2 separate regions of the Mus musculus genome follow, and region 2 is linked to region 1. A link is a contact called in public promoter capture Hi-C data. All regions are on one chromosome and are shown on one strand. Each heading gives the region's core, a stretch centred on a gene start, on an enhancer-like site or on the middle of the called end of the contact. The rest is flanking DNA. Distances are from core to core; before and after follow the strand shown. Region 1 overlaps Aldh16a1 (aldehyde dehydrogenase 16 family, member A1). Region 2 overlaps Slc6a16 (solute carrier family 6, member 16).

The links. Capture Hi-C pulls out chosen DNA fragments and counts their contacts.
Region 2: a contact with region 1 is called in a promoter capture Hi-C map of liver. The contact joins two enhancer-like sites. A contact is called at or near these places in 6 of 39 promoter capture datasets (the 3T3-L1 cell line, the C10 cell line, cranial neural crest and 3 more), 8 of 115 datasets of contacts at active chromatin or transcription factors (the 230-238 cell line, bone marrow-derived macrophages, effector CD8 T cells and 4 more) and 3 of 9 other capture datasets (adipose tissue, liver and pancreatic islet).

The regions. Positions count from the first base shown.
Region 1 is chr7:45,143,212-45,150,367 of GRCm38.p6, forward strand. It overlaps Aldh16a1 (aldehyde dehydrogenase 16 family, member A1), which reads right to left. Exons shown (of 17, transcript NM_145954.2): 2 at 6,453-6,555; 3 at 5,403-5,529; 4 at 4,673-4,851; 5 at 4,514-4,591; 6 at 4,188-4,369; 7 at 3,951-4,103; 8 at 3,412-3,597; 9 at 2,983-3,078; 10 at 2,692-2,828; 11 at 2,474-2,579; 12 at 2,265-2,395; 13 at 1,656-1,823; 14 at 1,302-1,503; 15 at 1-87. Among named protein-coding and RNA genes, the nearest start is that of Pih1d1, 7.5 kb to the right of the region's middle. Within about 2 kb of position 4,295, at least 5 of the 459 cell types and tissues checked have an H3K27ac peak or open chromatin away from gene starts, as enhancers often do. A contact at or near this core is called in liver, where this site is marked.
Region 2 is chr7:45,262,567-45,270,352 of GRCm38.p6, forward strand. It overlaps Slc6a16 (solute carrier family 6, member 16), which reads left to right. Exons shown (of 13, transcript NM_001324535.1): 9 at 5,449-5,632; 10 at 5,882-6,083; 11 at 6,207-6,366. Among named protein-coding and RNA genes, the nearest start is that of Gm23585, 12 kb to the left of the region's middle. Within about 2 kb of position 2,810, at least 3 of the 459 cell types and tissues checked have an H3K27ac peak or open chromatin away from gene starts, as enhancers often do. A contact at or near this core is called in liver, where this site is marked.

The DNA.
Region 1 (7,156 bases), core at 3,045-5,544:
CAGCAGGGGCCACTCATCCGGGCACACCACGGCCAGCACTCCCAATGGTTCTCGAAGCCGGAGCACAGGGCCTCTCAATCCTGTTACCTACAGGCACAGATGACAGACACATCAAGGACAAGTTCCCAGAGGAACTTTTGCCTGCCCCATTCTCCCACATTTAACATGTACCTAGCTCCAGAGTAGCTCCATAATGTGTAACCAGGGGATGATGGTTCAGGGCCTGAAACTCTGGAGCCCAATGGCCACTCCATAGCTTTATGGGTCAGCGTGAGTTACTTAACCTCTCTGGACCTCTGGGCCTGGAATCTGCTCTTGCCTCAGTCTGTGGAGTAGCTGAGACTTTGTTTTGAGGTATTGTAGGCAGCTCCAACCAAGCTAGGATAGGCAAGTGCTCTATCACTGAATCATATCCCAATACTTGTTTGTGTCTGGTTTGTTTTGAGACAGGGGCTCCCTATGTAGCCCAGTAGCCCAGGCTGGCCTTGTACTCAGAGATCTGCTTGCCTCTCTCCTGAGTGCAGGGATTGAACACAGACGCCACCAATGCCCAGCTTGATTGAGTTTTAGTTTTTGAAGACTCTGGGCAGCCCTGGCTGTCCTGGGAGTCACTCTAGACCAGGCTGGCCTCGAATTCACATAGATCTACCTGCCTTTCAAGTACTGGGACTAAAGGCTTGATTTATTTTCTAGTTGTTTATGAGTTGGGGCACAGTTATGTGCACTTGTGAGTGACTGAAGGGAGCGTGAGATCCCCCTGGAGCTAGGGATACGGGAGGTTGTACGGCCTCTGGCCTGGATCCTGGGATAAACCCATCCTCTGCAAGGACAGCTCCTTACTGCTGGGATTAAAGGCACGAGCCTTGATGCTCAGCAATACCTTTGTTTCTTTGATGCAGGATTTCACTGTGGCCAAGGCTGACATTTGACTTGTGATCTTTTTGTCTCTATTTTACAAATGTTGAGATCATAGGCCTGCACCCTCATGCCCACTGTGTGTTTGCAAAGCCTTCTTGAATACAGACAAGCCTACGTTACATAGATTTTAAATGGTATAATCTGAGAAGTTCCTACAATATGTGCACGCATGAGCAGCCTGCTTTCCTGTAAGCACTGTACCCCTCCCTCCTGTCCTCTGAGGCAAGGCTTCTCAGCCAAGCACTGTTCCATCTCTCCTCTCACCAGAATTGTATTCTCTAGACTTTCTAGAGCTAAGCCTGGACTTGTGCCTGGTTCACTGAGCCTGGGCTCTGACTCTTGGCTGGCTGACTGTCCTGACTGCCTGCTTAGATCTGTCTCACCTGTAGTGTCTGGCCTTGGTCCTGAACCCGGGTGCCCCATGTCTGGAGTCGCCTCACACTCAGTTCTACTTCAATCTTGGCAACTGTAGGCGCTGCTCCGTGCCTTTCTAGTTGTGAGGTCAGCACTGGCTTCCTGCGCTCCAGAGCAGCCGCCAGGGCCCACAGCAGGCCTGCTCGGGCTCTTGGGGACTGGGCTCCCCAGCTGTGGGCAAACAATGCAAGTTAGGGTATAGCCTGGCCTTAGCTAGTCCCAGATGGCCATCTCTATCATCCACAGCCTCCACCCAGGGCTCCAGTCCCAAGTGTACTTCTATCCGAGCCACCCTCACCTCTGGGCTTCCATTTGACGCTTACCCAGGGGCAGCCTGATGAGCAGCCTCTACAGCACCTCGGATATCCTTGGCTCCACCCTCAGCTACATAGCTGGAGACTTTGCCTGAAGAATCTTGGATGGGCCTGGAGCTCTGGGTCCCAGGAGACTGGAAACGGCCTCCGACAAACAGCCCATAGGGAGGGGCTGGGCTGCAGAGTGGGGTGGGAGGAGGCTGCGTCCACATGGGCCACTGACAGGTCTACCACACTGGCTGGACCTCTCAGTTCCCAGGAACCTTCTGGACTCAAATTTCTATTCTTGTGAGCTTCTAGAGGATTCAAACACCTGCTCCCATGAGTCTCTGGAGGATTCTGAACTCCTACCCCATGAGTTTCTGGGGTCATCCAAAACTCTTACTGTAATGCACCTCTTGGACACTCTAAATTCTACTCCTTTGAGCATCTGGATTCTCCCTGAAGTCTTTGCTTCTGCGGAACTCAAACCATTAAGGAGAACTGAGATTCTTTTTACTCTTGGAGTTAGTACCCAGAAAGGTACACTAAGAACTGGAGACCCCAAGACAGGCTCTAAGCACCCTCCTTCCAGCCCCACACTCTCATCTTTAGGTTACCAGGCCTGCAACAGCTCACCTAGGCCCTGTTTCTGGCCCTGACGGCAGAATGGAGGACGCAGCAAGGCCAAATGTGTCGTAGTTGATATTCTCACAAAGGAAGGACTCCTGGGAAGGTGTCCCCAAGGGCTGCAGGTACTCATACAGGCCCTGTGAGAGGTGCGTGGTCAGCAGGAGGCCAGATGGTCTCAAGGTGACTCAGAGGTACAGAGGTGGATGGGCACTCACATCTGGGCCTCCGTGCCAGGAAGACCCACTCTCCTTGCAGCCCCCTGTCGGCACCGCAGGGTCTCGGAGGCCATGAGCATTGATCCACACTGTGCCCACCTGGAGCCTATGAGGCAGGGAAAGACACCAGGGGAGGGGGAGATGGGATGCTGGGTGAAGTGGGAGGGAGACACCTGAGGGAGACGGGGCAGAGGCAGGGGGAGTAAGTACCAACTGACCCATAGCCCAGCTCCAGGGCTTGCCCTAGCCTTTCACTCCACACGCTGGCGCTGCCTCCCCGGGGTGTTCCATTGGCCAGGGCTAGTGCCTCCTTGACTGTGCGGAAAGGAGAAGCCATAACCACAGGCCACGGTACCTAAAAGGGGTGACAAGCGTTAGTCGGAGAGCAAACTCTCCTGTCAATACTTTACTCATTTGTCCCCAGCTCCGGGTAAGGTTCAGGGCTGTTGCCCACAAGTCGTGGAGGATGGAAGGGCAGGGCAGGAAGGCTGCAGCCTCAGGGGCCTCACCTCGGCCTGGGCACATGGGGCTGCTGGAGGCAGACCAGAAACCAAGGCTGGAGAGAAGAATGGGCTACTGGAGGGCACATCACCAGCTTGGAATACCTGGGAGGAGGAGAAATAGATATAGATGGCTGTCCTCTCTAGACCCAGAGATACAGTTCAGCCTCCTTCATGAATATCCAGGCTTCAGCTCCTTCCTAGATCTAGGTATTGAGGTTCTAGCTCCAGGCTCCTCCCTCAACCTGGGCATCCAGACTCAGAGCCCTCCTCCCTTAGACACTTAAGTCCAGACTCCAACTTCCTCCCCCAAACTCGGGAGTTTAGGTTTTAGCCCTTGTCTCAGACCCAGGCGTCTAGGGTCTGGGACCTTCTTACTCTGACATGGGAGTTGGCTATAGTCAAGATCTAAGACTCTATTGTGCAGATGGGGCTCACCTGTCCCCCTTGGCTTTGGGCCTCATCCACAAAGCTCTGGGCCAGGTCTCGGGCAGCAGCTCCTCGAGCCCCCATGTCCACAGCCCCATCCAGTCCTCTCCCACTCCGTATCTGTGCCATTCTGGCCTGGAGTCGCCTCATAGCTTCATCCCATACAGATTCCTGGATGAGGAGCCTGAGCCCCCCCTGTTGGAAAAAAAGGCATGAAACGTGGCAAAATCAGGAGCAATGTAGGGAGAACAGGCTCCCACAGAACAGAGGGGTGGGCCTCAGGGATAGAGGAGCACCAGCAGGCAAGAGGTGCACTGCACAAAATTGGGTGACTTGCCCAGAATGGTGGCATATACCTGCAACCCCCGGAGGATTAGGAGTTCAAGGCTAGCCTGGGCTACACAGTGAGTTGGAAGCCAGGTTGGTCTACATAAGACCCTGTCTCAAATAATGAAAAGGCCCAAACAACAGAAAGTAAAAACAAGCTGGGTATTTGGAGAGATATGGCGGACCCCTGAACTTTGGGGACCCGAGCACACAGATCTCACCAGGCTGCGGTCTGACCAGACGGCATCCACGACACCCTCCACAGCTGAGTCCACATCTGCGGAGTCCATCAATAGCAACAGTGACTCTGTGCCCAGGGCCAGGCCCAGCTCAGCTCCCCTGCCTGCTAGAGTCCGTCGCAGAACACGTCCTTCCTGAGGGAACCCCATGGGTTTCAGGTATGGCAGGAGCCTCTTGGCTCTTAGCCGTGCCCATCCCACTCCCAGCCTTGAAAATACCTCCACGGCTCCGCAGAAAGCCACCTTCTGGACTCCAGGTTGGGAGGCCAGGACAGGCCCCAGCGAGGCAGGGCCACATACCACATTGAGGATCCCTGGGAAAGAGCCAAGCTCTCCTGCCAGCTGAGCCAGGAGGAGAGGTGTCGGGAAGGCTGGGGGCACGAGGGCCACCACGGTGCAGCCTGGGGAAAGGGAACAACCGAGTCCAGACCCCTACCCTCCTGCACACCCAGGGGTCCAGGTGCCAGCCCTCTTCCTTGGACCCCAACCATCTTTTCTGAGAAAAGACGGGGGTCTGTGGGGGGGGCACCAGAGACTTTACCTACCCATAGCCAAGGCAGGGCAGACCCTCCACATCATGTCCAAGAAAGAGAAAGGAGTCGGCAGGATGAGGCCAATGACTCCTGCAAAGAGTCCATAATGAGCGCATGGACGGGTTGGTTTTCTGGGTCAGGAGGGCTCTTGGAGGGCCTACAGGTTCTCACCCACGGGCTGCCAGTCTGCCAGTGCGTCACCCTGGGCATGTGCCTGGACTGCATGGTACTGGAGCAGTTGCTGGGCCAGTGGCACATCTCCATCTCGAACCTCTCGAACAGCCCGTCCAGTGACCAGGGATTCCAGGGTCCACAGCAGTCGCTGGTGCTTCTGAACGACCTTGGCCAGCCTTCAGAGAACACAGAGTTGTCGTGCTCAGAGCAGCCTGGACTATGACCCCACAAGAATCTAGGGGCAGAGCCATAATTTATCGGGGACAGCGGGTACCAAAGCTGTGTAGAAGTGTAGTCTACAAGAGAGTGTCAGACTCTGTGTGGTGCTGTGCGATGCTCCTGGTCACTGATTACCAGGGGTCCTGGTCACTGATTACCAGGGGTCCCAAAGATAACTGGGAACGTGAATCTCAGCCTCTGATTCAATTGCATTATGGGAAATGGGATGTTTATAGCTGCCCCCACGGTGTAATGGGAAGCAGGGAGCTCTGATTCTAATGAAGTGCTGAGAAACAGGGCTCTCGTGATATTCGGATACTACTGGACCCAGTGAACTGTGAGCAACAATGGCTGTTCTGGCCACTGAAGTGCCACATGCACTCGGGAAACATGAACCATTAATTCAAAAGGATCTGAGGACATGGAGTCACTGTTTCCACAGTCTCCTGTGAATCCTGAGGGACACAGGCAATCTCTTCCTAGGTGGGCCTTGCCTGGGCTTCCTCACCGGGTTAGGTGTTGTCCCCGAGCAGCTCCAGGGAGTTGGCTCCAGGCCTTGAATGCTATCTTTGCAGCCTCCACAGCTGCAGCGATGTCCTCAGCCTCTGCTTGCAAGCAGCTGGCCAGGTTTTCTCCTGCAGAGACAAGTAGGGGCCCAGATGGAGGAAGCCTGTGTCAGAAGTTCCCTGTGAGTCTCAGGCCTTCCTCTAGTTACCAGTCACTGCTCTGACCAAGCCCAGCAGGCAGGACCTGGCTATCTTTTCCTTCTTTCCTTTCTTACTCCGTTTTGTTTGTTTGTTTTGTTGATACAGGATTGGCTGGCTGTCCTGGAACTCACTCTGTAGACCAGGCTGGGCTCAAACTCAGAGAACTATCTGTCTCTGTTTCCTAAGTGCTAAGATTAAAGGGATGCACACCAATGCCTGGCTGTGCTTTTAAACTTTTATTTATTTGGAATAGTAATGAGTGTTTTGCCTGCATGTATGTATACACATAATATGCATGCAGTGCCCATAGGAGTCAGAAGATGTCAGATTGTCTGCACCTGAACTTACAGGTGGTTTTAAGCAGCCTGATCCTGACATGGGTGCTAGGAACTAAATGAACCTAGGTCTTCTGAAAGGACAGCACACACTTCTAACCACTGAGATGTCTCTTCAGCCCCTTTCTTCTTCTTTTTTAAAAAGTTTCTCACTATGAAGCCAAGGCTGGCCTGGAATCCACTCTGTACTTCGGGCTGGCTGCAAACTCAGGACCCTTCTGCTTCAGCCTCTGAATTGCTGGGATTAGAGGTGTGGGCCATTATCCGAGGCTTGAGGAAGGGAATTGAGTACAGAAGGGCTTCAAAAGCCTTTTGGGGGCACTAGGAACTATAATTACTGAGACTGTCTTCAGGAGAAATGGGAGCTCCCATCCCCACCACCATTAGTGGTTGTCCCTGCACTAAGGGGCTCGAGCCCAGATAGCATGGACCGCATGGCTGTCACTCATGCTATCTGGGCTCAAAGACCACCCAGGAGGTCTTTGTTCCTCCTGAATGACTGGACTCTTCAAAAACCTGTGATGGGATCCTGGCAAGGCGCTGGATTCCTGTGTTCTGGCTTCAGCCACATCCCATTGACATGGTGGCCCAAGAGGCGGTTGTGGGTGTCCAGCCAGGCCTGGAGGAAGAAAGAGTTTGGAGAAGAGCCTGAGGCAGCTGGGACAGCTCAGCCCCTTGTCTCGCTGAGGGGATGTTTGTACCCTTTGCCGTCAGTTCATCCTTCTCCTGTCTGCCTTTTGTTTTTGTTTTGGGCTGGGGTTTGAACTCAGTGCTCTATACTATCAAATTATACTTCCAGCCCCTGTTTTGTCTTTTGTTTGTTTGTTTTACTATGGCTAAAACATTATTTGAAACTCTTTACGTTAGCTAGTACTGCTGCTGCAGCCTATATATATATAGTATAGTCTATATACAGCCCCAGTACTCAGGCCAGCCTGGGCTACAACGGCAAGATCTTGGACTCTATTTTTAGTCTGTAATGTAATAATAGCCCAGGCTGGTTAAACTTACTGAAGTGTCAGGAATGAACCCCAGATCTCCTGCATCCATCCACTGTGTACACCAGTGTACCTGGCTTAAATGTGAAACCACACACACACACTCTCTCTCTCTCTCTCTCTCTCTCTCTCTGGCTGTCCTGGAACTAGCTCTATAGACCAGGCTGGCCTTCATCTTCTGCCTGGGATTAAAGGAGTGTGCTCCTACTGCCAGGCTTAAGC
Region 2 (7,786 bases), core at 1,560-4,059, 120 kb after region 1:
CTGGGTGACAGGGAAGTGACAACAGGCCAAAGAGGGTGTCACTTCAGGCCAGCTGGTGAACCAGTGACTTAGCAGGGTTACTCACAGGAGCAGGGTGAGAGATTACCTGAGAAAATGGCTGACTTAAAGGCAGCACTGTGACTGTGTGCCCACCACACACGGGTGACAGGTTATGGAAGCTGCCTCCAGGAACTCCTTGAACCACTTGCTGGCAGTTGTAGGAAGCCTCTCGCCACAGCACGTGTAGCTGTGTGGATGGGGAAGGGGCCTTGTGTGTCTTGTAACTTTCTGAGCTTCTGGTGCCTCCTGAGTTTGGTTAGGCCCCTGAGTTCTATGCCTCTCCCTCAGTTCACAAGGGATGATTTCAGTTCAGGCTTATAGAAGTTAGCCACATGATAATCTGAGTGCATATATGCACCCAGTTCTGCATGGCAGATGCTGTTGTCCCTCATACACCAGAGACTGGTTCCAGAGGCCTGTCAGATACTGCAGTCTGCAGCTGCCCCACTTTCTGTGTGATATACTGTTGCACTTAGGTGTTCCTACCATGCCTTCCTGTAGACTGAAATCACCCAGGACAGCGCAGCCCCAAACGGCATCCCTGCTGTGACTAAATTTAACTTTGAGCTGTTTAGGGAATATAAGTTTTGATTTGCCTCAGGGCACTCTTCTCTTTGTAGCCCCAGCTAGCTTGGCTCCCATCTGTCTTCCCGTCTAAGCCTGCCATCTGCTAGGTGTTCAGGTGTGTGCCATCATACGCAGCAGTGTCAGGAATGTTTAGTGCAGTCACTGGGGATCTAGTCACACAAACACATCAGCGATAGCCACCCAGGGCAGGGCAGACTAAGCCTTAGAAGGTGTTGCTGGGCAGGGTCTGCTCAGTGTTCGAGTGCTCCAGGGGTTTGATCAAAATTACCCTCCCAGCAGGAAGTATAAGGTTTCCACCTCTTTGTTTTGCACAGCACTTTACAAGCCGTGGCTGGACCTCTTCATTTTGCAAGTCTGAGAAGCATACAATAGAATATTTGTGTTATGGGTTTAGCTCTTTGATTATCGTTGTAGTGTGTGCTTGGTGTGGGGGCCGGGATGTCATGGCTGAGGATGGAGCACAGAGGACAACTTTGTGGTGTCAGTTCTCCCCTGTCACCTTCAGGGCTCCAGGGAACATCGCAAGGCTTGTGTGGCAAGTCCTTTACCCACTGAGCTGGCTAGTGATGCAGACAGGATCTCTCTATGTAGCCCTGGCTGTCCTGGAAATCGTTTTGTAGACCAGGCTGGCCTTGAACTCAGAGATCTGCCTGCCTCTACCTCCCGAGTGCTGGGGTCAAAGATGTGTGCCACCACTGCAGGGCGTGCGTGCGTGTGTGTGTGTGTGTGTGTGTGTGTGTGTGTGTGTGTTTACCCCCCCCCCTTTATGAGATATTACATACATATAAAAGACACATAAAGCCAAATGTTCAGTGTAAAGCTCTGTGATGGTAAACAGCGCCCACATGAAGAACTATCCCCCCCAGAAGATGTTCTTTCTTCCTGAGAGTGTGCATGCCAGCAGAGGCCAGAAGAGAGTGCCAACTGGCTCCACATCACTCTACATTATTGCCCTGGGACAGGCTCTCTCTTCAAACTAGAAGCTCTCCATTTTGGTGAGACTGGCTGTCTAGCAAGTTCTAGGGACCTAGCTGTCTGCCCCCTGGGGCTGGGATTACAGGCCTGTGTGGCTAAGCAGTATTCCTGGGTGCTGGGGGTTGGGACTTGAGGTCCTCCTGCCTACAGAGCAGGTGCTCCCACCTGTAGGCCATCTCTCCAGCCACTCTGCATCTTCTCATTGCAATGTTTGTACTGGGCTTTCTGCCCTCTGGTCCACTTTAGCCACAGTTGGTTTTTAATGTGTATGGTTTTGCCTGCATGGATGTCTATGTGCCACTTCTGTTCCTGATACCTTTGGAGGCCAGGAGAGGGCAACAGAACCCCTGGAACCATCTCTCCAGCCGCTGTGGTCTTTATCTTTCCATCACCTTTGGACTAGTTTTCTCCTTTGTTGGCTAACCTTGTTAATTGGTTGTTTCATTGAACTTTGCTCTTGTTTTTAATATTCTCTTCCATGGGGGGGGGTGCTGGGGGGGGGCGGGGAGTGCTAGAGAGGTTACCCAGCAGCTGAGAGCACGGGTGCTGCTGCTTGTGCAGAAGACCCAAGGTGGGCTCCCAACCCTTGCATCTGGCCTCTCACAGGTACCTATCACTCCAGCTCTAGGAGGTCTGACACGCTCTGGAGTCTCTGGACACCTGCACTCATATACACTCATGTCCCTCACACGTGATTTAAAAATAATAAAAATAAATGTCGTTTTTTGAATCAAGTGGTTCTACTTGGCCTAAGACTTGCTATGTAGACCTGGCTTGCCTTAAACTTTCAAAAAATCTCCTGCCTCTGCCTCTGGCCACCCACACTGCAGTGGTTGGAGCTAGCCCAGGGCCTTGTGTGTGAAATGCAAGTACTTTATTTACACTGAGGTGCATTCTGGCCCCTTTAACTTTAAGACTATATTGATTTTTAGTGTTTAAGCTGCTTTTATTTTATTGTATGCGCATGAGTGTTTTGCCTGCATGTAGAACTCTGCATGCCTGGTGCCCCTAGGGGCCAGAGAGGGTGTCAGAGTCTGGAACTGAAGCATAGGGAGTTGAGAGCTGCCAGGTGGGTCCTGGGACCTGAAGTTGGGTCTTCTGGAAGAGCACCCAGTGATCTTAACTACTGAGCCATGTCTCTAGTCCTCTTTTGAAATATTGATTGATTTGTTGGTTGGTTGGTTTTTCTAAGATAGAGTCTCGCCATGTAGCCCTGGTTGTCCTGGGATTTACTGTGTAGGCAGGAACTCACTATGTAGACCAGGCTGTGCTCAGACTCATAGAGTTCCACCTGCCTCTGCCTGCTAAGTGCTGAAATTAAAGGAGCCTATCACCACCACCTCTCTCTCTCTTTCCCTCTCCCTCCCCCTTCTTCCCTCCTTTCCCCCCTCCCTCCTTTCTTCTCTCTCTCTTCCCCCCATCTCTCTCTCTCTTCCAGTCAAGGTTTTTCTGTGTTGCCCTGGCTACCTGGAACCTGCTCTGTCATCCAGGATGGCCTTGAACTCTGAAATCCACCTGCTTCTGCCTCCTGAATGGGGATTAAATGTGTGCACCCCACCCCCACCCCGGGCTTCTTTACTTATGTTAAGTTGAGAATACCCTTTGTGAGTAAACTGTGTTTGCATCATTTTACTCTCTCCCCTGCTTCTCTCTCTATGTCCCTCAAGACAAACATCAGACACTGGTTCTACAGCCATTGGCTACCTGTAGCTCTTCATCTAGGGGTGTGCCTGTGACCTTCCCTCCATTCCTGCTGACATATCTACTGGTGCAGTCTTTGTAAGTCTTGTGCAGGCAGCCATATAGTTGAGAATTCATGGGAGTAACATCTCTATCCTGTCAAGAAGACACTGTCACACAGAAGTCATCCTGGTCTGCTAGGCTCTCAAAATCTTCCCACCCTACTGTTTCCTAAGCCTTAAGAATAGTTGCGTCTCACCAAGTTTCCTTGGCCTTGAAGTTGTGATCTTTCTGACTCGGACTCCTCAAGACCCGAGATGATAGGCCTATAGCAGTAGACTTAGCTTAGCTATGAAGATCTTTAACAGGATTGAGGTGAGTTCTTCTGGACAGGAGATTTGGGAAGAGACTTTTTGGAACTAAAGTCTTGGTCTTGGGGATTATCAGAGTCAAAACTTGGGCTTCAAGTTATAGCTGAGGCTACCTTGTGTATACAGCCCATTAAAAACTTCAAATTTCCTCTTGTTTTGTTCGTTTGTTAAGCACCCGCGTGCCCATTCCCTGCTTCTCAGAAGAACTGGCAGCAAGCTTCTGCTTCACTGTGCTGCTGAAGGGGACTTCTCACTTCACTGCTGAATTTAAGATGGGAATCCCTGCCAGGCATGGCAACACCCTTTTAATCCCAGCAGAGACAGGGCTAGGGGCAGGGGCAGGGGTAGGGACAGGAGCAGAGGGGCAGAGGGGCAGAGGGGCAGAGAGGCAGAGACAGGTCTCTGTGAGTTTGAGGCCAGTCTGGTCTACATAGTGAGCTCTAGGACAACCAGGAAGAGACACCCTATCTTAAAAAACAAAAAACAAAACAAAAACCCCCGAACCAAAAAACAAAACAAAACAAAAAAAAACCCAAAAAACAAAAGGAGAGTGATTTTGGCTTCTAAACCACCATTTATTATATTTCTTAATTAACTAATGTTTTCACATTCATTTATTTACGTGTAAGTGGATGGAGAAGCCAGAAAATGGCTTCTGATGCCCAGGAGCGGGAGCCACAGGCAGTTGTGAGCCTGCTCACATGGGTGCTGGGAGTCAAACTTGTGGCCTCTGGAAGAGCAGCACATGTTTGTGTTGGCTGCGGAACAATTGCTCCAGCCCCTTGTTAACAGTTTTATTCTTTTTTAAACATTTTTTAAAAGAATTATTTATTTATTTTATGCATATGAGTATACCGTTGCTGTCTTTTTTTTTTAAAGATTTATTTATTTATTGTATGTAAGTACACTGTAGCTGTCTCCAGATACCCCATAAAAGGGCATCAGATCTCATTTCAGATGGTTGTGATCCACCATGTGGTTGCTGGGATTTGAACTCAGGACCTTCAAAGGAGCAGTCAGTGTTCTTACCTACTGAGCCATCTCTCCAGCCCCTGTTGCTGTCTTTTGTTGTTGTTGTTGTTGTTGTTGTTGTTTGCTGCTGCTGTCTTTAGACACACCAGAAGCGGTCATTGGATCCCATTACAGATGGTTGTGAGGCACCATGTGGTTGCTGGGAATTGAACTCAGGACCTCTGAAAGAGCGGTCAGTGCTCTTAAACTGCTGAACCATCTCTCCAGCCCAACCGTTTTATTTTCATAAGAAGATTAAAAATATCTTTCGGTTTAACTTATTCACAACGAGAATATTAGTCCAAATGTGTACGTGGCTTGTCCTCAAAACAGAGTCCTGTTTTACATTGTAGGATATTGTCAGTCTATCGTTGAGCTCACAAGGCTTGCAAAGCTCTCAGCAAGGCTCTGCTCAGGACTGAGGTTAACAGTTCTTTTCACATGGCACAACTTGGGAGTGTCACACACCTCAAAGTCCTGGGAAGCTGTTCCAGCTCTCTGTAGTGTGGGGCTTCAAAGGTCAGCTTTCCCCTCATGAAAACCAAGACCCCAGAGTCCCCAGGAAGCCCGTAGAGAGTCCCTACCCCAGGTCCCCATCGGCACACATTCTTGACGGTACTGAGAATGGGCGTGCTTGAGGGTCCACTGCGGGCTTCCCTTTGCCCAGGTCACTAATGCTGGGCTCCAGATGGCTCTCATGGATAAGATGAACAAGGGAAGGCCAGTGCCCAAACCTGACCATTCTGCCTCGCCTCATCCTCAGGAACCAAGAGACGCTTCTAAGGCTGGTAGCCCAGGGGATCCTGCCGCCTGACGCACAGCCCCCGGACCTGAGCGGCAACCCGACCTCCAACTACAATTCCTGGCTCAGCAGCCTTCCCCCACCCTTGAGGAGCGCCGTTCTCAGCGTGGTGCCTGAATGCAGCGTCCAGAAGCAGTTTCTGAAGGTGAGTGGGGGATGGCCCAGGGCAAAGGCGATACTGGAGAGCTTGCTCTGCACCCACAGAGAGCTCAGCTTTCCTTCATTCCAGAAAGAAATGTGATGCATAGCCCTGGTCACTCAGGAAGTGCCACTCACAGAACACCTTCTGTGGCCTGCAGGGGGTCCTGCCAGGTCTGCTCTCCTCTTGGACTGCAGGGGCTTCAGGGGGTTTCTAGGACAGTAGAGAGAGCGCTTTACTCTTGTGTGCACGCAGATTAAGGACAACCCTCGCTTCCTGTTCCTGATCTTCACTGAGGTCATCTCACTGTTACCTGGGTCTGGCTTCTGGATTGTCCTCTTCTTCCTGTTGCTGCTGACTCTGGGGTTGTGTTCCAATCTCATGTTCATGCTGGGCAACGTTTTGACACTCCAGGACACCTTCCCCTTCTGCAGGAGACAGCCGAGGTTGCTCATAGGTATTTCCACCTCCGGCCCAGCTCCCCCACAGCATTGCCACCAGCCCTGACCTGTGATCTCCCCTTAGCCCCATCACCTGCCAGACCTCTAGGATCCTGACACAGACCCGATGCTTCCTCCAGTGTGCGTTTCCATGGCGATGTTCCTGTGCGGCCTCATCTTCATCCAACCTTCAGGCATCTACTACTTTTCACTGCTGAGTGAATGCTGGGTAGCAGTGCCCGTCATCATCATCATCATATGCGAAAACCTTGCTGTCGCCTGGGCCTACGGGGCCGACAGGTGAAGGGCCAGGCCAGGTCCCTAGAGCATGGATCTGTGGGGAGGGTTGATGGTTTTCCTGTTGTTTCTAATCGCAAACTAGAATGGCAGTGAGGGCCCTTAACTACACGGGCTCTGAGAAATGTTTATTTGTTGGACTTTGGGGTGTCTCATACACTTTATGACCTGCTAGTGACCGGGGACACTGCGTAAACCAAAGGTAGCACCCTGTGTACAGGAGCCCACATGCTAGTGGTATAGACAGATAGCATTAACACCGACAGACACGGAAACCATAAATGACAAGTGAGGAGAGGCAGAGGCTCAGCTGCTAAGGTCCTTGCTGTAGAAGCATGCAGGTCTGAGCTCTCCCCTCGGAATGCACATAGATGGCCATGACGACACTGTTTCTGCAACCAGGACGCCTTCCCCTTCTGCAGGAGACAGCCGAGGATACTCCCCTGCTCCCCGACTGCCTCAACACCAGTCCTGGCCTATGATCTCCCCTTAGCCCCTTCATCTGCCTGACACATGCATGCATGCGTGTGAGCTTATGAGTGGGTGTTTCTGCTTCTGTGTACACCCGAGGCGATGGAAGGTGCAAACAAGAGGATCCCAGGGCCCTGATAGCCAGGGAGTACAGCTCGGAGTTCAGTGAGAGACCTCGTCTCAGGAAAGTCAGGAAGCCGCCTGGCACCCAGCTCCAGCTTCCACATCAGTGCACAGGTGCATCCAGCACAAGGCACGAAGAGATCAAAGGCTCCGTTGGTTCAGTGTAGGTGTGTGTGGTCCGACTCCTTCAGGGAGGAGCCATGCTTCATGTGTCAGTGCTGTGCCTGTGTGTGTGTGTGTGTGTGTGCGTGTGTGTGCGTGTGTGTGTGTGTGTGTGTGCCTGTGTGTGTGTGTGTGTGTGTGCCTGTGTGTGTGTGTGCCTGTGTGTGTGTGTGTGTGTGCCTGTGTGCCTGTGTGTGTGTGTGTGTGTGTGTGTGTGTGTGAGCAGATCTGTAAGCTTGCCTGCACCGGAGACCCCGAGGAAACATCCTGCTGGAAGCTGTCGCGGAACAAGGAATCCTGAGAAGCTGGAATAGGATTAGGAGTTTTGAGGACAGAAGGTGGGGCCTTGTAAACCATGATATGACCTAGCTTTGTGTGTAGCGTGTACCAAAAAATCCACTGGGTGGTTTGTAATAAGGAGTACCACTGTCAGATTTAAATTTTCTCCTTCTTTCTTCTTCTTCTTCCTCCTCCTCCTCCTCCTTCTTTCTTCTTCTTCTTCTTCTTCTTCTTCTTCTTCTTCTTCTTCTTCTTCTTCTTCTTCTTCTTCTTCCTCCTCCTCCTCCTCCTCCTCCTCCTCCTCCTCCTTCTTCTTCTTCTTCTTCGACAGGATCTCACAATATATCCCTGGCTGTCCTGGAACTTGCTATGTAGACCAGGCTGGCCT